Linked DNA regions of Mus musculus: region 2 is linked to region 1. The links are chromatin contacts, called in public HiChIP or PLAC-seq maps. All regions are on one chromosome and are shown on one strand. The core of a region is the stretch at or near the end of the contact, and the rest is flanking DNA. Distances in the headings are between cores, read along the strand shown.

What was found. HiChIP or PLAC-seq counts read pairs in DNA pulled down with a chosen protein or histone mark.
Region 2: a CTCF HiChIP or PLAC-seq map of large pre-B cells shows a contact between it and region 1, with 7 times the contacts expected there. The contact joins two enhancer-like sites. A contact is called at or near these places in 1 of 15 datasets of contacts at CTCF or cohesin (large pre-B cells) and 3 of 115 datasets of contacts at active chromatin or transcription factors (extraembryonic endoderm stem cells, large pre-B cells and trophoblast stem cells).

Annotation. Positions count from the first base shown.
Region 1 is chr9:70,889,871-70,897,711 of GRCm38.p6, forward strand. All of the region lies in intron 1 of Lipc (lipase, hepatic), which reads right to left. Among named protein-coding and RNA genes, the nearest start is that of Gm32017, 20 kb to the right of the region's middle. Within about 2 kb of position 4,506, at least 29 of the 459 cell types and tissues checked have an H3K27ac peak or open chromatin away from gene starts, as enhancers often do.
Region 2 is chr9:71,069,684-71,077,524 of GRCm38.p6, forward strand. Gm46120 (predicted gene, 46120) reads left to right here. Exons shown (of 2, transcript NR_168672.1): 2 at 6,454-6,842. Among named protein-coding and RNA genes, the nearest start is that of Gm46120, 4.5 kb to the left of the region's middle. Within about 2 kb of position 3,653, at least 13 of the 459 cell types and tissues checked have an H3K27ac peak or open chromatin away from gene starts, as enhancers often do.

The DNA of each region.
Region 1 (7,841 bases), core at 3,256-5,755:
ATTTTAGAATTTGCCCTTAAATGTATGTATGTATGTATGTATGTATGTATGTATGTATGTATGTATGTTGTATGTTGTATGTTGTATGTATGTGTGTATGTATGTTGTATGTATGTGTGTATGTATGGTCTGGGTCCACCTGCTACCTCATGTATGTGGATATCAGAGAACAATGTGCAAGAGTTGCTTTTCTCCTTCCACCAAGTGAGTTCTGGAGACTGAACTCAGGCTAGCATTCCTGGCCTTCTGTACTCACTGAATCCTATTTGCCTGATGCCTTGTTTGCCTTTAGATTAGACTTTCCAGAAAGAATGCACTTGTCACGAGTTCTCCCTCATCATGGGGGTTACCTGTCACCAGAGACAAGAGGGCTGAGGCAGAGCCATGCCCAGAGAGACCGTGTCCAGTCATCTTTGGTACACCTACTTTTCTCTCCTAACCATCTCTCTCACACAGAGAGCGCTTTTGCTAGCTTCCCTCTAGATCTTACTGGGCCTTGAAGTACTCTGTCCTTGCTGTAATGTCACTGTGTGTGGCAGAAATCTGCGTGCCTTTTGTTTTTTCTGTCTCCTGTCAGTTTACTTCAGAGACACAGTTATCAGAGCTTCAGAGGGCAGAAACATTAGCCCTTCCTTGCAGAGTCAAAGGAGCTGGATTTGGGCTCAAGGTAAAGGTATCTTTGCTTTGTCAACAAAATGCCTGCGCTGAGGGTGGTAGAAGCCAATCAGGAGCCACATGAAACCTTCGCTGTCCTCAATGGCTGGATCCTTCTAGTGGAACTGCCCCCTCTCCCTCCACCCATGGTTCTTGGTCTCCTGCTTCAGCCTCTGACAATTCCAGCAGACACAGGCTCACTTGCTGTATCTGCATTTCAGCTTGTCTTATGGAGAAGCAACCTGTGAGGGCTGACCAGTCACTAATAAAAACCAGCAAGTTCTTTTACCAGATTGACTTCAAACAAGACAAGACAAAGAATGCAAAACCTGGGGCTCAGGCGTAGAGAACATTCGCTCTCCAATCGTGAGGATCCCAGCTCCCACATAACAGGCTGGCTGTCCTTGCTAACAGCAGTAACCCCAGCTCCAGTGCAGGGAGGAGACAAGAGGATAACTCGGCTGGCTGGCTTCCAGATTGGCAGGAAAACTTCAAGTGTCTGGTTCAGGGAGAGACTCTGCCTCGAAGGAATGGGGGGAACTGACTCTTAACTCTCTTTTGACCTCCATGTATACGTATCTGCATACATAGATGGGCGCACATAGGTGAATACACACACACACACACACACACACACACACACACACACACACACACAAGTAAATAAATCTATCTTTTAAAAAGACTTTAAATTGGAACAAAAAGACTGTAAAATCCCTGTAACCTGCCTGGAAAGTTGAAGTGAATGGGCTTGACCTTCACGGTTGAGGACAGTCAGGCCTTTTGATCTTGTTGGAGCTGTTAGGTCTGTTAGACTTCGAGTAAGGTCAAGGAATCTAGGGTAGAGTCTGGTCTTTGTCTCTTAGCAGCTGTGTGGCCTTGGACAAACCACTCGACCCTACAGGTTCCCTTTCCTTCTCCTTGTCCTTGAAAGGCTAGCATGAGATAATGGCATGTAGCCACTACACAGGAAACGTTAGCCAAAACTGTAGCTGGACCAGCTGATGTGAAAAAACTATTATCTGGATATCTGGAACAGTCTCTTCCCCTCCCACCTCCCTGCTGCGTCTTCTGAGGCTGTCCTCAGACACTTCCCCTGGAGCGCTGTCTGTGGGTTGTCATTTTGTCTGCTCGCCTGGCTAATGGCACAGGAAGTGGGTGGGTAATGGGTCTCTCTGTTGTTCCACTGGCCTCCCCGTGAATCTAACTGTTTTGCTTTTCCTCACCGTGGGGGCTTCTCACACCCTCTAATGACTGTTTTTCTTTCAGAACTGGCATATTTTTAGATAAAGCATTTCCTGAAGCTCCTTTCTGGTTCCCTGGCACATCTTTGACTTCTCTTCCGTTTCCCCCTGCCTTTCTCTGGCTGTGAAATCACCCCAGCAGCATGAGTGCAGGAAACAGAAGCACAGGTCTCACACCTTCCTGGGTCTGAGCCAATCAGCCCTCAGGGGCCAGGCCTGATCAGGGTGGTCCATGAAGAAGATCCTTCTGTTTGCTCCCCTTTCTGCCTTCCTCAGTTGTCTAGCTCAGACAGAGAGGTAGTTTCAAAGTCACCTGAAACATGCACACTGTAGCCAAAACCACACTGAAAACTACGCCCTGGTACTCAAACATACCTGGGTTTGAATCATGGCTTCTCCAAGACAAAGCTTAATATTGACCATCCATTTGATAGGATGTAGAATCGCCTGGGAGACACACCTAGCAGACACGTCTTGAAGTGGGGAGACCCACCCTAAACGAGGGTAGCACCATCCCATGAGATGGGATTCTGGACTGAAAAACAGGAGTGCTGAGCACCATCGCTTATCCTTGGGGCTTCCTGACTGTGGATGCCACGTAACCATCTGCTTTCTACTCCTGCCTCCCTTACCTTCTAGTCATGAACTTGAACCCTCAGCTGGGAGCCACAGTAAACCCTTCCTCTCCTAAGCTGCTCTTCTCATATAGTTTGTCAAACGACAAGAAGAGTTACAATTACACCCATCGACTAGTAAGTAACTAAAAGGCTTTAAACCTCCGTTTCTTTCATTGTAAACCTCATAGGACTGTTGTAACAAGGACAGGAAATACATTAATAAGCTAAAAGGTAAATGCATTAAATGGAACAAACAAATAACAGAACCCTGTGTCTGGCACTCAACTGTCCTGATTTTTAGAATTTAAGTCATCGTAAGGATCTATTTATATTTTCAATGTATGGCTGTTGTACATCTCACCTCTAAGTTAGATGTCTTCAGTAAAGGACTAAAGGCTGGGGTGTGTGCTGAGTGGGGCCTTATCTTTAGGGTTCAAACTGCTCAAAAGCACTGTAGTAGCAAGCCAGGAAGCTTGACGTTTGCTGGGGAGTCTTGGCTCAGCCAGGCGTCCATGTTCTCGACCTCTCTGTTTTGGAAAGAGTTTTTGGGGAGAGCTTGCTCCTCCTCCTCCCGTTCCTGCTCCCCCCCAGGACCCCCCTTCTCACTGATCAGAATCTACTGGTCCCACTTTTCCTAGAGGGCAAGGCCACCTCCTCCACGGAGTCTTTCAAAGGTCTTTACTCTGGGCTTTAAGTGGACAAGGACTCTAGGAACAGTTCTGGAAGCCCCCCATTGCCTTCTCTGTCCATCTCCTTGGTGAATGGCAAATGAGGCAGCCCCAACAGCCCAGTCTGTCTCCCTGGGCCAGTAGGGGTGCCATTTTCTGGAAATCAACATGATCTTTAGTTTAAATGGTTTGGAAGGCTGGATACATTGGTACATGCTTGTAATCCCAGCAGGTTGAGGGCAGAGGTGGGAGAAACCTGAGTTGAAGGACAACCTGAATTATTAACTCGTGAGACCCTGTCACTGAAAAACCATGACCTTAGGCTCAAAGATAAATCCTCCTCTGCCCAGAAAGAAGAACGGACAACATTCATTCTTTTTCAATCAGCACTCTGTGAATAATTGGTACTTTGGTGGGCCATGGCAGCGAGCACGGGACTCCATTACTCTAATGTGTTCATTAAGCCTCACCACCCCCCCACCCCTCACCCCCGTCCCTAAGAAAAACAGGAACACTTTTGAGTCACGTTGATGTTTACCCTACCTCCTCATGGCAGTCTAGAGCAAGCATGATAACCTTGGGCAGGAAAATTGAACTGCACTGGGTAAACACATCTGTGTGAACATCTGCGGCTGTGGAAACAAGTGGGCATGAGGTGAAGGCTTGCCTAGAGAGTTCAAGGATCACAGCTGGAGAAGCCAGCTTACTAGAACTGGCTTGAAAAGCACATAAACCTTAAAGAGGTAAAAAGGTGACCAACTTAGCAGGGCTCCCTGGAGTTTGATTGGTGGCCCTGTAGGTCTGGGTCTATCAACTTGGGCCATCTTTAGAACTGAACATTGATGGGCTAGGCTAGGCTTTTGTGTTATTTCAATGATCCAGTGCAGAGGGAACCACAGTCACAGTTAAATGGAACCTGGATGATTTATTGACCAGAAATCCTCTGTGTCTGGCCCCAAGGCTAGAGAAGTTAATTAATGCTGGAGACCATTTTGAGGTCTCCAGACTCAGCTTCTTGGGAAAGGGCATCACATTTAGGTTGGAGGTCAATTACTTTGGTGGTGCTTCTAGCTTCAGAGTGTATCCAAGACTCACAAGGACTTGCTGTAAAACTCACAAAGGACTTGCTGGCTGTATCCCCTGAACTTTCTGATCTCTTAGGTCAGAGTGAGACCCCAAAGTGACAAGTCTAACAAGTTCCAGGTGTTGCTGCTGACCATGTTGGGGCCACACTTTGAAAGTCTCTATGGTGGAGAACACAGGCCTGATGCTGAGAAGAGAGGTGAGAGTGTAGGAGGTGACAAGGAACCTGGGTTCCGCTCTAGGCTCTGTTGTAGCTACTCATGCATGGGCAATGCAGAAAGCAGGAAGCTGGTGGCTTCCTCTATATCAGGGTGATGTTGACTGTGTCACCTTTCCCTCAGGACTGAGTGGGACAATCACTGATGTCTGCACTGGTCTCTCAGCACAGATGTTACATCTCACACATGTTATTACAGCTGATCTGTTCAGCTGATCTGTTCAACACTCCAAGGAAGTGGATCTTACTGGTTTTGTTTCATATTCTTAGAAACCAGAGGTCAGGGGCCCATGAGATGGTTTAGCAGGTAAAGGTGCTTGTGGTTAAGCCTGATAACCTGTATCCAAGCCCTGGAACCCATGTGGTGGAAGGAGAGAATTGACTCCTAAAAGACCCTGACTACATGTACACTGTAGCATGACGGACACACACACACACAGACACACACACACACACACACACACACACACACACATGCATCCACACGAGTACACACATACATGCCACAAGTAATAAATAAAATGCAATAAAAGAAAAAGAAAATGAAGAAAGGAAAAGGAAGGAAAGAAACCTGAGCTCAGAAACGTATGATTTCATTAAAGGAAATTCCTGTGTCCAAGGCTGCTATCCAAGGCACACAAGCCATAATGAGAAAAATGGTATGCAGTCTAGCAGAGCTCAGGGGATTGGCTGCTGTTCCTGTAGGTCTGAAGTTGTCAGTCTGGGCTGCTTTTAGGTCCAGATATTGATTGGTGTGCATAATCACCCAGGCAAGCACCCCATATACTTGTACAGCTCTGAGTCTCATTGGGAAAACCTGTGAACACTGAGACTGGCCAGACATGGGTGGTATTCAACATAAAGGCATGCTTGGGGAACAAAATCCCTGTGCTGCGGGGAACAAAATCCCTGTGCTACGGGGAGCTAACCCCAATTATTCAGGTCTGGGCAGAATGGTAGGTTTCAGAAGAAAACACAACACACCGATGACTCAGTTGCTCTGTCTGAGAATGGGCCACTCTGATACAATGTGGGCGTTAATTAGGAGGAGAAAGGAGCAAACAACCCCTAGGCAGACCAAGGGGCCCTGTACCAGCCTGCCTAGAGCCCAGGGATGCTGCCTCTCTGAGAGCCGGGCACCAGATCACAAGCTCGGCAGCTGACTCACTAGCTTTGAAGCAACAAGGCCCATGCGAGGGGCGGAGGGGAGGCCTCTGTATCAGTTACATTACTTCTTGTTGTGACAGAATACTTGAGAAAAACAACCTCAAGAAGAAAGGGTTAACTCTGATTCATCATTCGAGGGTACTGGATATCATTGTGGGGACGTCACAGTGGCAGAAACTTGAAGCAGCAGCTTACACTGTACACGTCACCAGGAATCAGAGAATGAAGAATGGTGGCACCCAGCTCACCTTTCCCTTTTTATTCAGTCAAGGATTCTAGCCCAGGGAAACAATCTCCCTTGCAGTCATGCCAGAAGATGTACTTCCATTATAGGTCTAAATCAGGCCAAGTTGACAAGATTAACCATCACATTACCATTTGGGAGCCAATATGGTCAAACCAGACATTGTGAATTCAAGAGCAACTCAGGTGGGCTTGCAAACCCATGAGGCCTATGAACAACAGCTTTGCCCCTCAAGCCAGGAAGCTCCTGAGAAACATGTCCCTTTTGGTTCTCTGTAACTGTTTGGTCTGGGGTCAGTGGAACTGTTAGCCATGGAAGTCTACTTTAGCTCTTAGTTCTGATCTCCTCTGTAGGCCATGCTTTTTTTAGATACCTGATTCCCCCCTCCCCCAGGGTAAGTGGATATTTGAATAAGAACACAACAGATGAAAAATATTTGAAAGAATTTGATGAAATGTCATGTCAAAGTTTATTGGGAAGGGATGACGATTGTCACCGCTGTTATATACAGGTAGGAATGCTGGAGAACAAATTGCATTCTAGAAGCTGAAGTTGTGAAGGGCAGACAAGACAATGAACCTTTGAAAAGTGCTTTATAATCTGGAATTGTTCTTAGGATAAGTATGCACACAACAATTGGAATAATTGTCTAGATGAAAGTATAGAAAAATTGCCTAGTAGCTATAGTAATCAGCGTGGTTGAGTTTTGTATAATAGAAGAGAAGAAAGAAGTCATATGCATTTCAGAAATTACAGTGAGGGCTGAAGAAAGGGCCCAGCAGTTAAGGGTGCTTATTGCTCTTCCAGAAGATTGGAGCTTGGCTTTAAGAACCCATATCGGGGCAGCCCACAGCCATCTGTAATTATAGTTCCAGGTGATCTGACTCCCTCTTCTGGCCTTGTTGGTTACCTGCACTTATGTGTGCATATACACAGACATCAACACACACACACACACACACAAAACCATGAATCTACAGAAGGAGGAGGAGGAAGAAGAGGAAAAGGAGGAGAAAGAAGGGGAAGGGAGAAAGAAAGAAAACACAATATTTAGGGGAAGGCAATGATGGAATTTTACAGAGCCTTTGGAATAGACAGAAAAATAGAAAACGAACTTCAAGATTGTAGGAGCCAGAGGGGTTAAGAACACCACAACAAAATAGCCCACAGAAGCAACTAACCAGGATTCACAGGTGCTCACAGAAACTTAACTGACAACCCGGGAGCCTACCTGGATCCGATCTCAGCTCTGCGTTTATGCTATGGTTATGTAGCTTGGTGTTCTTGTGGGATTTCTAACAGTGTGATCAGAGACTGTCTGACTTTTTTTTTTTGCCTGTTTTGGGAGCCCCTTTTTTCGTACTGAATTCTGTCATCCAGCCTTAATATGAAGGGATGTGCCTAGACTTACTGCAACTAGATATGCTGTATTAGTTGATGTCCCTGGGATGCCTGCCCCAAAGGAGGAGGAGTAGATCTGGGGGAAAAGGGGAGGTGGTGGGGAGAAACTGGGAGGAGATAAAAGAGGGGAAACTGTGGTCGGGATGTACTATATGAGAAAAGAATAAATATAGAAGAAAAAGAAAATGACCTTCAAGACAAAGTCATGATATGGTGGGACAAAGGAGCCCAGACAACAGATCACACGGTTAGCTCTGACCTAATGAGTATGAACCAAAAGAGAATGTTGGCCTTCATTTCCTACCTATGATGCTAGTTTAGTCCAGAGAGCTAATCAAACACTTGATAACTCTAGAGCTGTCCAGCACAGTGAGCCATGGAGGTCCCTGAGCCTGCTGATCACTGGTTTTATAGACGAGAAAATGGAAGCTCAGAGAGCCATCTGTTCTTGGAGACTGTATTGTACACAGATGAAGTGTGTTATCCTGCTGCTATGACAGTGTGTACCACTGTGATCTTCGATGCTGGAGGCTTCATGAGTGCTAG
Region 2 (7,841 bases), core at 2,403-4,902, 180 kb after region 1:
TCCATCTCTTCCTGCAGCACTCCGGGCTGGTAGCTCTTCAGTCCTGTCACGAAGTTATTAACCTGGGCTCTTCTCTTAATAGTGTTCCTTATTCGCTTGCCCCTTTTTAACTTATGTCTGTGTGGCTGATGCACAACCTGCAGTCAGTGAGGAACAAAAGGCCAGTTTTCAGGGCCCAAACATAAACGCAAGTATATACATTCTGCTTCAATCCTGGATTCACAATTTGACAAAATGGAAAAATCCAAGTTGGAAATTTTTCTTTAAAATTTTCCAGGCATTACTCTACTCTCTCCCGGCCCTTAGCTTAGTGTGGCTCTTAGAAGATTATTGTCATGGGTGTCCAAGAGCAGAGGGTTGGGTAAAGAAAACAGCATATATGCAATATATTATAGATATAATGTGTTTTCTTTCAGCTACAAAGAGGAACAAAATAATATATGTACAAGAAGATACTGGAGATGATCATATTACATGAATTAAGCCAAACATAGAAAGACAAATATGTTTTCTTTCACTCATGGGTCCTAGATTTTATACTGATTCATGAAATCATATTTGACGTGACGTGAAAGTCCAAGTAACATTGCCTAGTCACTCTCATAGGGTATGAAGGACTGATGGGAGGGGGAGGCACATGTGAGGGGGCAATGCTCAATACATAGCATACATGTGAAAATACCTAACACATTTTAAAAAGACTAGCATCAGTGTGTAAGACTGCCTCCAGCTAAGCCTGACGGCATGAGTTCAAACCCATCAGGGCCCACAAGGTGGAAGGAGGAGAGAACTGACTCCCGCAAGCTCTCTCTCTCTCTCTCTCTCTCTCTCTCTCTCTCTCACACACACACACACACACACACACACACACACTCCTTTCTTAGTCTCACTTTTGATCCCCCCTCACCCTGAATGCTTTTTACCGATTTTCACCTCCTAAAGTCTGATTGTCCATCAGGCTCTCCATAGCTAGGGTCAGGCACCCATATCCCAAACCTGATTCTATTCTTTGCCAGTGTTGACACTGGTTGAGTTCCTAATCTTCTCTGTGCTCATATCTTTGTAAATTCATAAGGAACCTCCTGACATTTCTGTGGAGTGTTAAAATAAATACTCTAAATATAGAGTTTAGAAGTGTGTCTGACTTAAGGGGGCACCTGAGGACAAGCTCCTGCCACACTGACACAGGCGCCTCAGCTCTCAGTCCCTCAGTGGACTTGGAGGATGGCACTCCATCTCTGACTATGTGTCTGCCCTGATTGGCCTGGTTCCCATTCTGTCAGAAGACTACTGTGCGCTGACCACATTCTCAGAGGCTACAGGGGGAGCTTTCTTCCTTGCTAGGAACTGAGCTCTGACTTCTATCTCACCGTCAGGTGCACTGTGGCAGCTGCTCTGAGCCTTCATCCCACTCACATCCCATTCTCTCCAGTCTGCCTTGACCTCAGGCACCTGTGCATCACCTGCAGGGATTCCCAGTTCCTACAGAGACATGAGACTGGGTGGAGCCATAACCCACACATGACTGCTGACTCCTGGGCCAGAGACACCATGGGTATAGAGGTGTCCATTTGTACTTGCTTGAACACTGTTGTGAGGAGATCTAGTTTCCTATGAGCCGGATGGAACAGCCAAGAAGCACAAGGGATAGTGGAGAGTATAATCCCACAGCATTACCTGGACAAATGGAAACAAAGGGTCAGGAGCTAAAGGCTTTCATTCCCTCCCACAATTGCTCTCCATAGATCCATGACCACTCCATGAGCATGCTCACCTGTCTCTCCCCTCCTTCTCTGCCCTTCTCTCCCCTTGTTCCTATTTACAGAGATTACATTCTTCAGGTAAGGGTTGGCCAGTAAGTGTTTGCCTTTGAGCCCACCGGCTCACTTCTGTGCTCTCCTGGGCCTGAGGACAAAACCTCACTTCTCTTTCTCCACAGAGAACCACTCTGGTCTCCAGCTAGGCGCTGAAGCATCAAGGCTGTAGATTTTTACTCCTATACAGAGTTATGGCCAAATTTTCCTGTGCTCAGAAGGCCTGGCCTTTGAGCCATTCTATCCAGGTGGCCTTTTGCTTTATTGCCTGCCAACTGAGGAAGGTCTGAGCCACAGAGAGTCTGTCAGTAGCACAAAATTGCCTTGACTTCCTAAGACTCCTATTCTTAAAGAGACTTACAAGCCAGTCATGTAACATATATCTCCTCACACTGTACAATTAATTGTACATCAGAACCTGATCATTCTGTGTCACCAGTAAGTCCCAGCTGTCCTGAGTCCCTGCCTCCACTGCTGTGAACACAGTCATTGTTCTAGCCCAGGCTACTCTGCCACCTTCGCTTACTGTCTGTTCCCTCTCCTGGTTTCCGTGCTGCCCTTCCTCCTGCTCCAGTCTCCTAGAGGCACACAAGATAGCTCGGCCAGCCAGGTGTCTCACGTCACCATGGCCAGCATCTGCTGTACTCCTGGAGGGTTTGGAGGTGGCTCAAAACTGATCTTGGCTTTTGAGGACACCACACATCCTCCTGTTCTCTCCATCATAAGCAGGTGGCAGGTGTGCACTGCAGGATATGTGAGTAGCGTCACGCCTGACAACAGGGACTGGAGAAAGAATACTTGTGCTGAAGAAAAGCTTAATTATGACTGAGCCCGACTACATGAGAGAATACAGGAAATGGATATAATATATAATGAATGTAGCCTGCTCGGGAAAGCAATTCCAAAAATTATGTTAACATTCTCATCTTCCCCCAGGGGCTGCCCCTTTTCAAGTTATCTTATTTCCCTCTCTCTGAATTATGAGCCTGGATGGTTACTCTGCTTCTGATTCAAAGTCACAAACTATCTGTGCCTTCCTGCAGAGATGTGAGAGGTGAGCTACTTCTTCAGCTGGGCTGATAGATCCTTCCAGAAGCTTCAGCTGCTGCCCTTGCTCACAGGTCCGACCTCTTGTCACCTGGGTGAGGCTGACTCTTTCTAGTCTCCTTGTCACTGGGAAGCCTCACGTGGGGTGGAGGGGGCCCAGAGGTCAGTTTCAGCCTCTCAAGGTGTTGACGGGGTGAACCAGAGACTTCTCGGTGGTCCTGTCTGCTTGCTGGTGCGATGAGCCACGTGGTCCTCATTGCCTCTGTACCAGCCCATGCTTATGTCACCACTGTGTTCCCTGCGGCTTGCTAAGCAGCAAGGACACACACTGGGGGGGGGGGGGGGGGCTGGGAGTGCTTCAGTATGCAGAGTTTGTGAGGCTCGCCCAGATGGAGTGGCCCTTGCATTTCTTCTGCTAATGGAAAAGAAATGAAGGTCTTGAAGAAAGGGTTTGAAATAGTCATTTTTTAAAATTTTCTCTGCACAGGTGTGAAACAGGGTTGGGCATCCTGGGATAGATGGCTGCCTCCCAAAGCCTTCTTACCACCATCCTTCAAATTCTTTTCATTGCTCTTTATATTATATCATATTACATGTATTTTTTATTTTTTATTTTTATTTATTTTTTGCTTCAAGACAGGGTATCCTGCAGCCCCAGCTGACCTCAAACTGTACGCTACCAGAGATGACCTTGGTTTTCTGATCTTTATTCAGATGGACCACAGAGCTCTGTGCCGTGAGGCTAGCACTCTACCGACAGGAACACACCCTTAACCCTCACCACAGGAAGTGGATATAATGAATACAGACTTCTCGGGGAAGCAATTCAGAAAATTATGTTAACATTCTCATCTTCCCCCAGGGGCTGCCCTTTTAAAAGCTTTGCTGGTAGAGAAAATTATCTGGACAGGGGCCTAGCTTGAAACTGGGCTTTGGAACTTTTTTGTCCAACATAATTGAGAGATTTTTGAGGGTTTCACCCTTAAGCAGCCTACGGATTGAGTGATTTATTTATATATTTTTGCCAAAGATATTTGTGCTAAAAAGAAGCACTGAGAGACCAAAAGGGAAAGATTCTCCCATGCTCTAATGTGTAAAACCCGTGCAAAAACCTTTAAAATTGTTGTGCCTTAAGCTTGCTTGCATCATACTATTCCAGCAAATGCTCTAGCAAGGCAAGGAGCAAGAATCTATGATTACAAATTGTCCCAACAACTGGAGTGGGGGCTCACTCAGTTGCCTGCCTGTGGCTTCTGCTTCCCTACCTGGGCTGCTCTGTCTAGCCTCAGTAGGAAAGGATGCGCCTAGTCTTGCGACTAATCACTTGAGGTGCCAGGGTGTGTTGGTCCCCTGGGAGGGACCTCCCCCTTCTCAGAGGTGAAGGGGGTTTGGGGAAAGATCTGGGGGGAGGGAAACTGAAAGGAGATGTGGGGTTGCAACTGGGATGTAAAGTGAATAAATCAATTAATTAATGGGGGGAAAGCCCACAAATTTGGGTTCCCCACTGTTTGAAGCCATATCTGTCACAGACCACAGCACTCTGTCACCACCTGGTGGTAGCATAGGCTCCTTCCACCGAGTGTGCCCTGTGTGTGTGTGTGTGTGTGTGTGTGTGTGTGTGTGTGTGTGTGTGTGTGTGTACAGGTAGAGTTTGTGACTTTGAATCAGGAGCAGAACGACCATATGGATTCATATCATAACACACATGTTCATGAAGAGAAACTGAATCTTAGAAAACAAATTGTAAATATATAAATTTGTCTCATATGATACTATTGCCCTTACTTAGAATATATGATCCGTCTGGGGCAAAACTATTTTATATAATATTACATCCCATCTCATGGAAAGCTTCAAACTTACAAAGTGAGTCTCAAAAGTAATTGAATATCTTAAAAAGATATGAATGTTATAAGCAGACGTTATAAAGAACATGATTTGTAAAAATATCAATGTATAGAATGTATTATAATAATAATCAAGTAGAACATGTAGGAGATGTTTTAATCAGATGTGACCCATTATGCCCATTATAATGTTGAGTTCCAGTTAGTAGGCATAATGTTTAGTTACCTTGTGGGCTATTTTTGGAAGATTTATTTTTATTTATGTGTATTATATGTGCTTATATGTTTACATGTATACATTCTTGCAGCTGCACAAGGAGCCCAGAGGCAGGCATCAGCTGTCCTGGATCTGGAGTTATAGGTGGTTGTAAACCACCTGATGTAGGTGCTGGGAATTGAACTCAGGTCTTTTTCGAGAGCAGCAAGTGCTCTCAACCACTGAGCCAAAGGTCCAACTCCTCCCATGTTTTTGAGGCACAGATTCCCTATGTAGCCTAGCCTGGTCTCAAACTTACAATGATCTTCCTGTCTCTGCCTCCTGAGTACTGGGGATTCCATGCATGCATCACCAAGCTCTGCTTTCTCACATGTATTTTTTTCCTCATTATTTTCTTATTTCTTATGTATATGAAGCAATTGACAGTCCCAGAGTTGTTTTGAATGTCAGCATGTGTGGCATGTGTAGAAGACTCCAGTCTATTTGAGCAGTTTGATATCTTCCCAACCTACTTCTGGTGTGTGTGTGTGTGTGTGTGTAATTTTACTTTTCCAAGTCTTAACTTCCTGGGTTGGGTCTGTAAAAATCATTGATTCTATGTCACTGGGTTGGGGTGAACATCAGATAAGATACTAAGTATTCATGTGAATACGCTGTGCATCTAAGGCATCACTGATGCCTGGCAAACAGAGTCTGGATTCCAAAGCTGCCCTTTTGGCCTCAGCGACTCAGTGCCCTCCTTTCATAAGGAACCCAAGTCAAAAATCTCTGGGACATTCTCCTCCTCAATACTTTAATTCTCTTTTAATCCTCTGGTTCTTAACTTTTCCAGCATGTCTCTCAAGCCCCTCCCCCATTTCCCACATCCCAGCCTTAAAGGATATTGGAGGAATGGGAGGGTTCAGGAGGGACAAGCAGGGTTGGAAGCTCACATGGTTATTGGGGGAGGGTGGGAGAGGCAGAGCTGAGCAAGAAGAGTATTCCAGAAGCTGAGTCATCCCAGATAAGTTCCAGGAAGATAGAGTTAGGTAAGCAGAAGAGGGAGTCTGAGAAGATGTGGTCCTGTCCAAGATGGGTGAAAACTGAAATGACATCCCAGGGACATGTTCATCCCTTTGCCTGCACTGGGCCAGGCCTCTCTGCATGGAGGATAACAACTGGGATTGTACATTTTGAACAGAACAGAGCACATATATTTCTGGAATTTACACAGAGAGAGAGAGAGAGAGAGAGAGAGAGAGAGAGAGAGAGAGAGAGAGAGACAGACAGACACACAGACAGACACACAGACAGACAGACACACTTTGAAATCTTCTAGAAGGAAGTTGAGGGCCTTCAGATTCAATGCTCCAGATTACTTCTGTTGACTTCCTTCTGTATAAGAAGCGTAGAATCACCACTTCCTTTGCTCCTGCTGTGTTGTTTCCCCACCCCCTCCTCAGGGAAGTTGCTCTTCAAGAGGCCCTATGTTGCTGGACGCCTCCATCACTGTGCTGGAATTGGACTGGCTTTTCTTTTCTTTTTCCAGAAAATGAAGAGTCGCTTTCTTTTGCGCATACTCGGGCTGCTGCGGCTCCAGGTCGCTGTCTGCCAAAAGCCCACGCTGAGATTGAACCTTCCAGAACAAAATGGCAGCCTGCCCTCCGATCTGGAGTACAACTCCTCAGTGCACCTGCCTTCAGAACTTGTGTCACCGCTGGAACGTGGCAGGAGCCTCCATCCTACGTTCTCATTGCCTAACCTAGCCTTCACAAGGCTGGCTTTGGAGATTCGCCAGCTGCAAACATCTTCCCAGGGCATGCCCACATTCCCGTGGTGTACCTGTGCCAAGGGACAGGGGAGGCTTTGAAGCATCTGGCTCCAACTCCCAGAACTCTATAGGAATCTTGCCCAAAATACAGAGATTACTGTCTCCGCAAGTATTTCAGGCACGGGCTCTTTTTTCTAAGGCTAAGAAACCGTCTCTGCAGATACTGCAGGCTCATGCAGCACCTTGCGTGCAAACCTAGCTGAAGCGTTCCCTAAGAGATCATTGCCAAGAAACATGTTGTCTCTATAGATAAAATTCTGGCACGAAGAGGAAATTTTAAATTACCTAATCTATCACCCTCTCCTCCAGGCTTGGTGCTAGACAGCTTGAGCTTGAATTCTTTGTTCAGATGCTCCCACCCTTAAGTCCACTACCCAAGTTACAGCTCTCCTTCCTTCTCCTCTCACTCTCCTGTGTCTCCCTTTCCTCTCTCCCTCTCCTCTTCTCCTTCCTTCTTCCCTCTCCTCTCCTCCTTCCTTTCCCCCTCTCCCTGTCTCTCTTCTTCCTCCATTTGCCCCTCCCTCTCTTTCTCCATCCACCCTCTTCTCCCTTCTTCCCTTCTCCCCATCCTCCTCCTTTTTCTCCTTTCTCTGTTGTTTTTTCTGTTGAGCTATTTGTCCACCCACCCACCTATCCATGTATCCATCCATCCATCCATCCACCCACCCACCCATATCTTCACTTTTGGGGAATGCACTAAGTTCCAGTGTATATTAGGCCTCAAGTTCTCAGTGGAAACAGTAACTACAACTGCTTAAAACAGGATTCTTGGACTAAGGAAAAAATAATCTGTTCAGAGCCAGTTTCTTCACATTGTTGAATGTACAAATTGCTCAAACCAGGAGAACCACCAAGCAGACCAGAATCTGTTTTTCCTCTATTTAGCAAGGGAGCCAAGCGCCACACAGAGCCCTAGAGAGTAGGTATATCTGGCAGGACAGAGCTCCTGTGTCATAACCCTCTCTTTCTGTGGTAAGACACTAATGAGTGCCCAGGCTCAGCCACATGCCCCACCCTGCTCTCAGGCCTCCTGGTCTGGGTAGTGAGCTCACTGCTGCTTGGTCCATACATTCTCTCTCCATCCCAGTTCATTATCTAGAGTTTCT